Regions from separate parts of the Mus musculus genome. Here regions 1 and 2 are each linked to region 3. The links are chromatin contacts, called in public Hi-C and HiChIP or PLAC-seq maps. All regions are on one chromosome and are shown on one strand. The core of a region is the stretch at or near the end of the contact, and the rest is flanking DNA. Distances in the headings are between cores, read along the strand shown. Region 1 overlaps Rhd (Rh blood group, D antigen). Region 2 overlaps Man1c1 (mannosidase, alpha, class 1C, member 1). Region 3 has its middle 31 kb from the start of Man1c1.

Evidence for each region. Hi-C and Micro-C count contacts between places; a contact is called where the count stands out from the background. HiChIP or PLAC-seq counts read pairs in DNA pulled down with a chosen protein or histone mark.
Region 1: a Hi-C map of the G1E-ER4 cell line shows a contact between it and region 3, with 2.0 times the contacts expected there. The contact joins two enhancer-like sites. A contact is called at or near these places in 1 of 39 promoter capture datasets (stem cell-derived epiblast-like cells), 1 of 15 datasets of contacts at CTCF or cohesin (large pre-B cells), 8 of 484 Hi-C or Micro-C datasets (B cells, the G1E-ER4 cell line, the HL-1 cell line and 4 more), 2 of 115 datasets of contacts at active chromatin or transcription factors (large pre-B cells and microglia) and 3 of 9 other capture datasets (adipose tissue, liver and pancreatic islet).
Region 2: an H3K27ac HiChIP or PLAC-seq map of heart atrium shows a contact between it and region 3, with 5 read pairs. The contact joins two enhancer-like sites. A contact is called at or near these places in 4 of 484 Hi-C or Micro-C datasets (bone marrow-derived macrophages, cerebral cortex, embryonic fibroblasts and 1 more), 9 of 115 datasets of contacts at active chromatin or transcription factors (the 230-238 cell line, bone marrow-derived macrophages, embryonic basal ganglia and 5 more) and 3 of 9 other capture datasets (adipose tissue, bone marrow-derived macrophages and embryonic tail).

The regions. Positions count from the first base shown.
Region 1 is chr4:134,877,266-134,881,529 of GRCm38.p6, forward strand. Rhd (Rh blood group, D antigen) reads left to right here. Exons shown (of 10, transcript NM_011270.3): 3 at 2,625-2,775. Among named protein-coding and RNA genes, the nearest start is that of Rhd, 15 kb to the left of the region's middle. Within about 2 kb of position 2,291, at least 43 of the 459 cell types and tissues checked have an H3K27ac peak or open chromatin away from gene starts, as enhancers often do. A contact at or near this core is called in the G1E-ER4 cell line, where this site is marked.
Region 2 is chr4:134,577,237-134,581,224 of GRCm38.p6, forward strand. It overlaps Man1c1 (mannosidase, alpha, class 1C, member 1), which reads right to left. Exons shown (of 12, transcript NM_207237.3): 6 at 3,535-3,652; 7 at 1,050-1,143. Among named protein-coding and RNA genes, the nearest start is that of Mir6403, 11 kb to the left of the region's middle. Within about 2 kb of position 2,210, at least 59 of the 459 cell types and tissues checked have an H3K27ac peak or open chromatin away from gene starts, as enhancers often do. A contact at or near this core is called in forebrain and heart atrium, where this site is marked.
Region 3 is chr4:134,733,277-134,737,665 of GRCm38.p6, forward strand. No RefSeq gene overlaps it. Among named protein-coding and RNA genes, the nearest start is that of Man1c1, 31 kb to the left of the region's middle. Within about 2 kb of position 1,490, at least 248 of the 459 cell types and tissues checked have an H3K27ac peak or open chromatin away from gene starts, as enhancers often do. A contact at or near this core is called in the G1E-ER4 cell line, forebrain and heart atrium, where this site is marked.

The sequences.
Region 1 (4,264 bases), core at 1,041-3,540, 140 kb after region 3:
TCCTGAATTCAAAATTCCCAGCAACTACATGATGCCTCACAACTATCAGTACAGTTACAGTGTACTCATATACATAAAATAAATAAATCTTTAAAAAATTCTTGCAAAAAAAGTACACTGTAGCTGTTTTCAAAACAGAAGAGGGCATCAGATCTCGTTGCAGATGGTTGTGAGCCACCATGTGGTTGCTGAGATTTGAACTCAGGACCTTCAGAAGAGCAGTCAGTGGTCTTAATTGCTGAGCCATCTCACCAGCCCTAGAGAGGCGCTATCTTTAAAGACAAAAAACAGTGGCTGGTTATTGGTTATGCATGCCTTTAATCCCAGCACTCAGGAGCCCTAGGTAGGTGGATCTCTGTGAGTTTGAGGCCAACCTGGTCTACAGATCGAGTTCCAGGACAGCTGGGGCCACACAGAGAAACCCAGTCTTGGAAAATTTTTTTTTTTTTTTTAAAGATTTATTTATTACCTGTAAGTACACTGTAGCTGTCTTCAGACACACCAGAGGAGGGTGCCAGATCTCGTTACAGATGGTTGTGAGCCACCATGTGGTTGCTGGGATTTGAACTCTGGACCTTCGGAAGAGCAGTCGGGTGCTCTTACCCACTGAGCCATCTCACCAGCCCCCGGAAAATTTTTTAAAAAAAATTATATATATAATTAGATTACATTAAAATAATGATAACGGACATCTCACCCCTGAGAGCAGAGAACACAGCTGTTACTTGATCCTGGAGGCTGGGTTCCTCAGCAGTTGGCACAGGATGCCGACCACGTGGTACTTGCTCAGACCTGGGGGCTTACTGGTCCTTCGTGCATGGTGGATGCTGCTTCTAAATATCAGCAAATGACTTAGCAGAAGCAGTGTGGATCAACTGGGCAGCGAGAGGGAAGGCCTGGTGGGCGGGGCCTGGAAGAAAATGCCCCATGGACATACACACAGGCCTATCTGATGGAGACAGTTCCTCAGTTGAGGGTCTCCTCTCACAAGAGATCCTCCTGCCTCAGCCTTCTGAGTGTGGAGATTACAAGTATGCTGTTACTTTTATGTGGTAGTGGGGGGTCAGAAGACTCCCTAGAAAGTCCAGGCGGTGATCAACTTCCTTGTTGTGTCTGATGTGTGTTCAAGAATTCTGCTCTTACCGGAACTCCCCAGGTGTTGTCTCTATCCTAGACAGGAAGTCATCCAAGGTCCCGATATTGCTCAGTCAGCCTTTTAAAATCCCCCCCCCCCCCTTATTTTTTCAAGACAGAGTTTCATTTGTTGTGTAGCCCTGGCTGTTCTGGAACTCACTCTGTAGAGCAGGCTGGCTTCGAACTCACAGACATCCTCCTACCTCTGCCTCTGGAGTGCTGGGATTAAAACACATGCCACCACTGCCCGGCTGAATCAGGCTTTTTAACCACCCCATGTCAGGGTCTTCCCACACTGCCCACTGCCCAGTGATTTCTGTACTGAGCTTGTCAGAGCAGTAAGCACTCACTCATCAAGAATAGCCTGTCTGGTCGCAGTGACCACCGAGATTCCCCACATACTGAGTCACTCCTGGTCCACACAGGACCTCTTCCCCATGTCCTTCTCTTACCTTCCCCTCACACCTTTGAGCCTCATGAACAACAGTGATTGCTAGGAAGGCTGTGTGCAGATGAGTGGACTCTGGCTTTAGATCTGGCTTCAGATCTGGGACCTGAATCTCATGTTTGTTATCAGTAGGTACTAGCCATCCTTCCGACTCCCTAGCCTCTTGTACACTACAGAGAACGTAGTGCCGACCTAGCAATCCCTGCTGATGGAGGGCTGACCTTTAACCTTGGACATCTCCGCAGCCTCTAAACAGCATCCGGATGCCAGCTTCATTAAATTCCTAGGCTTCAGAGAAAAGCTCAGTGCCACCTCCCCCTGGAGGCCCTCCCTGATAAGCCCAGTTGGCACAGCTGTCTCAGGAAGCCCCGTGTCTCCCAAGCCAACCAAAATCACTTTGAAAACAAAACAAAACAAAATAACAACAACAATGTTTTTCTCTACCCGAATCCCAACACCAAACCTGCACACTTGTCCAGGAGAGGAAGGATTTGACAGTCTTCATAATGCCTGCCCCAATTTACGAGTTTCCTCTTCAAGTGCTTGCCATTGCTAATCATTTTTGTATTATATATGCATATACAATGTCTTCCTTCTAACCCCTGGCCCAGCTCCGGGGAAACCAATAGGTCATTCTTATTTTACTGGCGGATGCTCCGTAAGATTAATGAGCCGCTTGGGTGGTGGGCCAGCAGGTACACGGGCGCCCTCTACTGAGCATCTGAGTGGCCACGGCAGAAAGGAAGTGTGAGGTGGCAGTGAAATTCAGGCAGCTGTGTCCCTGAGGAAGAAAAAGCCACTTTGAGTCGCAGTGACTTGTAGGAGAGGCTCTGAGACTCCCAGCATCACTGTATCGTGTCTTTGTGCAAAGAAAACTCAGACCACAGGTGCCGCCCTGATGGAGCACAGGACAGCCCCACTCTGCCTCTGTAGCGTTCCTGTGGGCGGGGCCTGAAGAGAGAGAACTCTTCTTCGTCCTCTCATCCTCTCTCTCCCTCTCTCTCCCTCCCCTTCCTACTTGCCTCCTAATCCCGCTTTTCAGCATCCAGATAGCTACCATGAGCACCTTACCTGTGCTGATCTCAGCGGGCGCTGTCCTGGGGAAGGTCAACCTGGTGCAGCTGACCGTGATGGTGCTGATGGAGGCAATGGCCTTTGGTGCCATCAGATTTGCCGACGAGAAGGTCTTCAAAGTGAGTTCCCTGGGCTGTGAGGGGGGACCTTGTGAGGGGGATCTTGGAGAAGGTGGGGAGGTAGGACGCTACCCCAACTGGAACTGCAAGTGGTTAGGCTCCACTGAGGGTTAAACACAGCAAGCGAGGGCCTGGAGCTTCACAAGGTGTTTGTTTGTTTGTTTGTTTGTTTGTTTTATGTATCAGAGTGCTCTATCTGCATTACACCTGCCCGCCAGAAGAGGGCGTCCGATCCTGTGATAGATGGTTGTGAACCACCATGTGGTCCTGACTTTGGGAGAGCACCCAGTGCTCTTAACCACTGAGCCATTTCTCCAGCCTCTTCCTAAGGTTATTAAGGGATGCGTTAAGATGAATTCCCAGAATGCAGTAGTCAGGGTTCTCTAAAGAAAGAACTGATAGAATATGTATAATATTTCAGAGTGACTAACAGGCTAGCCCAGCTAGCCCAACAATCACTAACTCCCAATGGAAATCCCAAGAATCCCGTAGTTGTTCAGTCCGCGAGGCAGGGTGTCTCAGCTGGCCGTCAGTAGACACTGGAATCCTAAAGGAACCGGTCCTAGCACCCGTGAAGGACTAAACTTGCCAGTGAGAGTGAGGGCCAGCAGGCAAAGAGCAAGCGCTTTTTCCTTCCATGTCTAAGATCTCTTGGGTTTCAGTTCATTCTAGATATAGTCGACAACCAAGCATAGCCACCACACGCAGCTGGCACACCACTCACACCTCGATGGCAGTGGTCCAGCGAGTTACAAGTTGAGTGTCTCATTTTATGCTGACGGAGTCGTTGTTGTTGTTTTATTGAGACAGGATCTCACTCTGTAGCCCTGGCCAGCCTGGAACTTGCTATGTAGACCAGGCTGGCCTCAAACTCACAGAGATATACTTATCCCTGCCTCAAGAGTGCTGGGGTTATGGGGGCTGGAGAGATGGCTCAGTGGTTAAGAGCACCGACTGCTCTTCTAAAGGTCTCCTGAGTTCAAATCCCAGCAACCACATGGTGGCTCACAACCATCTGTAATGAGATCTGACACCCTCTTCTGGTGTGTCTGAAGACAGCTGTAGTGTACTCATATACATAAAATAAATAAATAAATCTTTAAAAATTAAAAAAAAAAAAAGAGTGCTGGGGTTAGCTGGGCGTGGTGGCACACGCCTTTAATCCTAGCACTCAGGAGGCAGAGGCAGGCGGATTTCTGAGTTTGAGGCCAATCTGAACTACAGCGTGAGTTCCAGGACAGCCAAGGCTATACAGAGAAACCCTGTCTCAAAAATTAAAAAAAAAAAAAAAAAAAAAGAGTGCTGGGGTTAAAAGTGTGCACTGCCACACTCACCGCTAGTGTCTCCTTTTAAAGCAATCTTTAAAGCCATCTCAAGGTTAGCATAACGTCTTTCTGAGAGGGGCTGTTGTGAGTCTAGGTTTGAAGCCAGCCCATAAGGGTGCCAGTCCAATGGCTTTCCCAGTCCTTCTGTCTGAACCCTGACCCTG
Region 2 (3,988 bases), core at 960-3,459, 160 kb before region 3:
AAGCTGTAGGAGGAGTTGGGTCTCCTGAGAGGCTGAAGCCAGGTGTGGAGAGTCTGGGAAGCAGGCAGGAGCAGAGGCTGGGTGGCCTGAGCTGTGGCCCTAACTCTTTCCCCTTCATCTGTCATTTCTGAGGTTGCAAATGATATAACACACACACACACACACACACACACACACACACACACACACACACACACACACACAGAGCCTGAAAGTGCAGTTCCTGCTGACTGACCACATGGCTGAGCCTTTGACACTCTCCCAGAGCCTGGCTCTTCCACAGTAAGCTCAGCAGGCTCTGCGGGCCTGGTCAACTCTCCGTCCAGTCCCACTCTATCTGTGGCTAGGACTTGGGGGAAGCCCCACAGGTGTTTGACAAAGTTGCAAGGTGTGAAGCCACACACCCATCATCTCAGCACTTGGGGTGTGGAGGCAGGAGGACTCAAAGCCAGCCTGGGCTACCTGAAGACCTTATCTCAAAAAGTCTTTAAACAGTAGGGCTGTGGTGGTGCATGCCTTTGATCCCAGCATTCAAGAGGCAGAGGCAGAGGCAGGAAGGCAGATCTTTGAGTTCAAGGCCAGCCTAATCTAAAGATGGAGTTCCAGAATAGCCTGGGCTAATTCTTTAAATTGAAAACGCCCAGGACTGATTCAAGGAAGTTAAAATATAGTGGTAAGTGATTTTTAGATCACTGCCTAGTTTGTCCCCACCTAAAATTTTATCTCAATCAAAGCTGGAGGTGGGAACCAGATCAAAGGGGTGGGGGGAGCTCCCCGGGCCCTTTCCTGCAGTCACTTCTGAATGATGGCCTTAAGTGGGACATTCCTGCAAGTCTGGATAATGGAGGAGGGTGCAGGGCTGCTGAGAGAGATGGATGCTAAGGCGGCTGGGAAGAGTTGGGCACACATGTAGGTAGGTAGGTGCTGGCATGTCCAGGCTGGTGAATCCAGAGCTGGTGCCCGACCCCGGCTCTCAGCCGGAGCCTGCTAGGATTCAGGAAGCCCGAATGGGAACCCACGGGAGGAGAAGCCACAGGGCCAGTACTTACGCTGCACCCAGTTTCCACTCGTGGGGCTGAGGAAGTTGGGGTAGAGACCGAAGGGTTTGTCAATCTCCCTGAGGACCTTGCGGATATGTTTGACCTGTGAGAGACACCAGGCGCAGTCACTTTCCTGAAGAAGTCATCGATTCTCCACCCACGAGGATAACACACATAGTTTTCAGATGCATATGGGGGTTAAAGCTTTCTGGTTGTGGGGGAGACAGTGAAAAGAGCCCCAGGTTCTGTGCCTGCACACAGAGCATGGTGGGATGGAGCCAAGTGCAGCCTGACTCACCATCCCTTTGCTGACTGCTCTGCCTGCAACAGCCCTATCCTGGGCTGGCTACCTGCCAGTACCTCCCCTGCAGACCACTCTGGGGGAGGAGTTTCAGATGAGTGGCGGTAGCTATCTTGTTAGCTACATTTCCTTCTTTTAAAGACAGGGTCTCATGTAGCTCAAGTTGACCTTGACCTCTTAATCTTCCGCCTCCACCCTGAGTGTTGGGGTCATAGACGTGTATGACCACGTCCTACTTATGACTGCTCTGGATCAAACCCAGGGCTTCGCGTATGCTAGGCAAACACCACTGATGGAGCCCCAGCCCAGCCCATGTAAGTTAGCAGAGAGCTGGGGCACGAACCAGGTCGTTCCGAGTCCTTGGACTCTCTGTATTCCTTGTCCTGCATGGAACAGCCCTTGAGTCCAATACAGACGCAGAGAGCTAGGCAAGCACACGGCAGAGGCTGGGCTTGCAGCCTCCAGGATTGCACGTGGCCGGAGGTGCAATGGAGAACTTTTCCCTGATGTCCACTAGAACTGGACTCTCTGGGAGAGCCACACTGCCCCCCGCCCACCCCACAGATAAACTGGCACAAAGGGGCAGCTGAGAGGTTGAGCCCTCAGCGTCATCGTCAGTCTTCCTTTACCTCAGAGGCGCTTGGCTTTGCCTCATTGGACCTCGGGTCCCTTTAAGGCAGCATAGACCAGGAGAGGGACAGGAAGATTCTCTGTGCCAATCGTCTTATGCTCCCCTGTCCTGGTGGGACCCAGGGAAGCAGGCTATATTAGCTCTCCAGGAGGGGGCAGGGTGCTGTAAAACTTTGACTGCTAATAATCGCCTCTGCGGGAGGCGTGACTAGGGGGGGACGAAAATAGCTGAAGTATGCAAATGGAGAGCGATGGAGGGACTGGGAGTCTGGAGCTGCAGCCTGTAGCCAGCTGTGGGCCAGGGAAGAGAGAGGCTGAAGAGTTCCCGGCCCGGTTCTCAGTTTTATCACTCACAAGCTGGCTGCCCCGGGGCAGGTGATTCAGCCTCTCTGGATCTCATTCCACCCTCAGTTAGATTGGGTTGGCAGAAAACACCCCTCCCCCCACCACTGCCATCCCCCTCCCCCACCGCTGCCACCCCCCTTCCCTCGCTGGGGCTTAAGATAAAACCTGCCCAGCACATGGTACGGGCCAGTGTGCACTCTTGGGGAACCTTTTCCTGAGCTGGCCAGGGCGTCCCAGGGAAGTCCATCTGGCGGGTAGTGTGAACAGAAAGCCAGAGCTGGCTTAGGGTCAGAGAGCATGGCATTGGGCAGTGTGGTTAGACTCATCTGAGTGGCCATACCCTGGATAGGTAAGGGTAGGGGCAAGAGGCAGGTCAGAGGCACCAATCAAGGGGGCAGGAAGCTTGTCCTGATGTCTCTGTCCTGATGGATTCCCACACAGAGGACACAGTGGCCCCAAATCTAGTATTAAGGAACACTGGGCATCATATGAATGTGCAGACTCCAGGGCCTGGGGCAAGCAAAGGCTTCCTTCCAGCTGCTTGGCGTGGTGGTGGATATGCTCGGAGAACAGCTGGTGGCCCAAGACAGTGTGTGGCCATTTCAGAGGGACAGTGGGACCCCAAAGGTTGTTCTTAGAGGGGTCTGGAAGGGGCTTATGTGTACACTGACTTCTTTTGGATTCAGGATTAAATCTGAATCCAGATGTTCGCTTGTGGATTGCCCAGGACTGTAGCCCCTTCTGGAGAGCATCCCAGGGACAGGTACGGGCAATCATCAGGACGCACTTCCCAGCACCCATGTAGCCTTGGGCAGCCAAGAACAGTGTCGAGGAAGCCGCTCTGCCAGCCTGCTGCCAGCTCGAGCCAGACAGCACCTGGGAGGAAAAGGCGGGGAGATCTCACATTGAGAAAAGCTAAATGTCCCTGGAAAGGGACTCGCACACCACCGCCTGTTCCTGCCAGGATGCGGAGCCTGGCTCTCAGTCACAGTCTCCAGATTTCACAGGCTCACAGATCTGCCACCAGCCCGTGCACCAGCACAAGCCTCGCTGGCAGAGTTCTGGTGGCTTCTGTTTCCCTCCCTGCCACCTGGTGTTGGGCACAGTTGGTTCTCCCACTAGTTACTGCTTCAAGAGTGGTGGCTGGGGTCTGCAAACCTCAACTGCAGACACTTGCCCTCTATCCCTTGGAGTGTGTGTGTGGGGGGGAGAACTCACCTTTTCTGCAAAGACTGGATTGCCAGAGAGTTCAGTGAGATGCAGGAATTCCAAGTGCAGGGACCCAAACTCGGCCAGGATGCTGCTGCTGCCTGCCGTGGCCCAGCCCCAGCTACCGCTGAAAAGACATCAGCTCTGTCACCCTGCTGGCTCCTTGGCTGAGAGCGGCAGCAGCTGTGGTACAGGGTGGTGCCTGCTGTGTGCCAGGCACCTCGGCTAATCCTCCTGGGCCCCACCATATGGATGGCACCGAAGCTGGTGAGGGGTGGGACCTGGTGAAGGTGGTCTGAGCCCATGCCACAGTCTTTGTTCCTCCCAAGCAGTCTCTATAGTGTTTGGGGTGTTGTGTCTGTGGTGAAATTTGCAGGTGACATTGATGGTGTCGTTGAGAAGCCCCAAAGCCCCACAGGACACTCAATGATCATTTTTAGAGACACCCCGAAACACACACAGA
Region 3 (4,389 bases), core at 240-2,739:
GTCGAGAGCCTGGGACAGCTGCTGGTCTCTGCTGTTGTGATCCCTACCACTTTTGTTATTGTTGGGTTGCTGGATAGTCTGATGAAGAAGACTCGATTTGCCCCAAAGAATTCGATATCCCTAGTCATCAGGAAGTAATCTAAAAAGACCTGTGTCCCTTTCCCCTGTCACCCTCTTTCTCTCCTACCGAGTGTTGGGGGTTCGAAGGGATTTGGGTGCAGAGGAGTGGTAGACAATGGAACCCAATAACTTAATCCAAAAAAGTGCAGCTGCAGCTTAAAGACCAGCAGAGCGGGCGGAAACGTCAGTGAGCGTGAAACTGAAGCTCATTTTCCTAGCCAGGCTTGTGAGCTCAGCCTCTGAAGAGACTGGCATGGAGCTGCAGAGCAGTGGCTCCCTGGCTAAGTGTTTGCTTCTCTTCCAGAGGACCCTGGTTCAGTTCCCAGCATCCATGTCACGGGATTCAAGGAACTCCCACCCCAGCGGATCTGATGCCCTCTTCCAGACTTTGCAGGTACCCACACTCGCATGGCATGCACATGCATGCGCACACACAAATACGTACACACAAATGAAAATAAAACAATTGGTTTTTTAATGTAAATTAGAGAGGAGAAGTATACAAAATCAAACCATGCACCCCAAATAATAAGGCCAGAAGACCAAGGAAACCCCAGTTAGTGTCTGAGGGAAGAATGAAGGCACCCTCCCTCTGGACAGATAGGGAAACTAAGACCCATGGAGGTTGATGGTGCTGGGACTAGCACCCAGAGCCCAGCTCTATGGCTCAGGCCTGTGGTGAGGCATCTGGATTTTGCTGAGCGCCCCCATCCAGCTGTGCACATCTGTCAGCCTCTGTAGGATGAGACAATAACCAGGAGCAGGGGCCAAGTACTCAAAACCTCCAAGTAGAACAACGCTGGAGCCTCCAAGGGGCGGGGCTGGAGCCTCCAAGGGGCGGGGCTGGAGCCTCCAAGGGGCGGGGCTGGAGCCTCCAAGGGGCGGGCCTGGCAACCGTTTCCTGGGGCTGAGCCTGGGCCAGCAGGGCTACCCCTAGGCACTACATTCCTTTGGTCACACCTCATCCTCCGGTGGAGGGGATGGCCCCCCTGGAGGATTACCTCAGCAAGTCCTAACTCCTCGCTCAACCTCCTTCAGGATAAACCGGTTCCTCCCAGTTCTGCCGGCCCCACCCTTCATGTCTGAACCTAGTGTGCGCCCCATGGCTTCCCTACCCTCTAACCGGGAGGAAGGAGTGCTCAGAATCCTCAGTAGCCAGTGGGAGACCTTTGTACACAGAAGCTCTGGCTATGTAAGAGGAAGCTTCCCTTAACCCTTAGGAGCCTCTAGTGAGAGGGGAGATGGCCTCAGGTTCAGGGACTGACAGTCTGATGGAGGAGACCTTTGCCACCATCAGGAGGCTCTGTGAGCATGCCCAGATGTGGGTTGAGTGCGCACAGCGGCCCCAAGTTTACCGCAGTGGGCTCCAGTACCTCAATTGTGGGCGGTAGCCAGCATCCTCACACTACCACCACACCCTGAGGCAACAGGAAACACATATTCCTGCCACACCCGTGCTTCTAGTGAGAAACTGGCCTGCTGTGGCTTCCACTGTCTCCATAGGGGTCCCCTCTTGCGCTGAAACCCATGCCAAGCAGGCCCACAGTGCTTGATACCGGGCAGGCTCAGCCTGCCTCTGCCGGGCCCTGAAGTTGGTAAGGCTCCAGAAGCCTGGCTTGCAAGGACTCACGGTTACAACATTGTCCTGTTGTCACCATGCCCACCAAGCCTGGAGATAATAACAGACAAAAACACAGAGCCCTTCTCTGATCTACCACAGTGGGGAAGCCAGTAACAGCTCTTGGAATTTTGTTTTGTTTTGTATTTTCGAGACAGGGTTTCTCTGTGTAGCCCTGGCTCTCCTGGGACTCCCTCTGTAGACCAGGCTGGCCTTGAACTCAGAAATCTGCCTGCCTCTGCCTCCCAAGTGCTGGGATTAAAGGTGTGTGCCACCACTGCCAGGCTCAGCTCTTGGAATTTAAGCAGAGACCACCTCTGTGGAAATGATAACACCCGGTTTGCTGGGTTTCTAACTCTTACTATTCAGTCCCCTTTCTTAGCTGGTGAGCAGGAAGGCAGGTCTGTCTTAAGTGGGAACCTGACATTGGTCCCAGCTGGCCAGCTGTGGAAGCACACCTGTCCCTACCTCAGTTTCTCAGGCACCTCCTTCATGTCAGGGACACACAAGTGTCACACAGGGCACAGCTGAAACGACTTGTTGGTGAGCAGTAGCAGTGCCGGGCTGCCCAGCGAGCACCCCTATCCCTTACGGCCACGGTTTCCCATAAGGCACATTGTCCACGCCAGGAGCCACAACCTGTCCTCAACTCCACCTTCCCCTGAGCCAGCTTTTCCCGTAGATCCCATGAGCAACTTGGTGTCTCTTCAGTAATTTCCTTTTGTTTTCCACTAAAAAAGTTGACTTTGGAAGTTGAGGAGATGGAAGAATCAAAGATCTGTCTGGTCTAGTCAGGTCAGAGGGCGGAGAAAGCCCCACAGCACATCCAAGGGAATGTGGATCTAATGGCCCGAAGTGTGGAGTGAGTGTTGAAACAGCTAATTAAATTACATTTACTCCATTAATTAAATGGTGGCCTGTGGCCATCTGGAAGGGAAAAACCACCATCAAGGTCAGAGGCCTGAGGGCAGGGCCCAGTCCATACAGCCCATGGGGACAGGAGGTGTTTGAAGGCAGATTCTGCTTCTGTGACAAAGGGGGAGGGGGGGTGCTGCAGGAGTAGAGGGTGGAGAACAGAGAAGGGAGAGAAGAGAGTGAGAGAGGAGACAGTGAGAGAGAAGAGAGAGAGAGAAGAGAGAAGAGAGAGAGAGAAGAGAGAGAGAGAGTGAGTTAGTTCAAATCCTCAAATCCTAGCTCCAGTCTGTGCCTGGGGCCAAGAAACACTTTATATAACCAGGCTAAAAATTCTCTTGCCTTTTTCTGCCACTGGAGCGGTTTGTGGAAAGCCCAATGTAGAGTTAGATCCCTCTCCGGGGACAAATTCCAGAGGCAGCTGTGCTCAGAGCTTCTCCCTCTTCTGCCGGCTGTACACATGCACACAGCCCCGGGGCAGCCTCGGCTCTTTCTCTTATTTTATGGCCTTGTGCTGTATGGGGTACATTTGGCTGCGAGTAACAGAAACTGTGAGACCCGGAGGGAGGGAGCTGGGCTTCTGGTGCCCCACAAGTCTGCTAGGAGTTTTCTCTCATTTCTGCTGATTTCCAGCTAGGATGGTTTCAAGCAAGTGGCCCTGGAGCCAACTCTCCCTGTTTTAGAACAATTGACTGCCTGCACCCTACACCATTTGGGAGGATGTCCTCTTCTCTATAGCTTGACATAAACTCCGGCGAGCATATTGTTACCAGGCATATCAGTGAATGCTACTCCGCAGGGTCGAGAGGTGATGTGGTGCGGCTCTGGTTTCTTGTTAGAACTGGCTTCCTGATGAGAAGCACGGACCATCCACCACTGTCCAGGCGAGGGGCGGGAGATTCTGCTAACCATGCAACCAGGTCTTCCTCTATAGCTTTGTTGGCTTGGTCTCTGGGATCATCCCTGAAGCCATGCTGTAGACTGTTTCCCCTGAGAAGCCAAAGGTGGTGAACCACAAAAGCCTCTTGGAGGAATAAGCGAAGAAGATGAGCTAAAGGGGACAGCCAGCAGCCACGCTGCCACACCTGCTGGGGTGGCTCCCACACACCTACAACCTCTCCCAGTATCTCCGAGCTTCAGACTTCCAGGCTGGTAACTCTGTGCTTTAGACCGGTGTAACTGACCACTTAAAGAGACATCGCCACACGAATGTCGTAGCTCATGCTCCTGGCCACTGCCCAGCTCTGGCCTACGTGCTATGCAGGCATCAGCTCAGCTTCTCCATGCAAGAGCCGTGTGAGGTGGGTTCCATTGCTACCATCTCCCATAGATGAGGAAAAAGAGGCTCCAAGGGTGACAAAGTCCTCTACTGTGTTCTGCACCCCCCTTTGAAGCAACGCTTCATTTTCCATCACCCTTCCCTACACTTCCCCCAAACCCCCCTCTTGTCTACCTACAACTCAGCGCTCGGGTCTCTGTGTAGTTATCCCTATGTGAACCCCAGCCAGAGCAGGTATCTCACCTCTGGGCGGCAATGGCTCTGTCTCCCACACCATCTGTAAAAACATCTGACTTCTAGTTTGTTCTCTCTGTAAGCGTCTCTTCTCGTCTGTGAACTGTGTCCCTCAGGGACCGGAAATGGGGCCCCATACCACATGCCCACTCCCCTAGCCCAGGGCTTGGCATCTGGTAAAGAAGAGATGAGGCCCAGTCCAGACCACCCCCTCCGCCCTCCACTG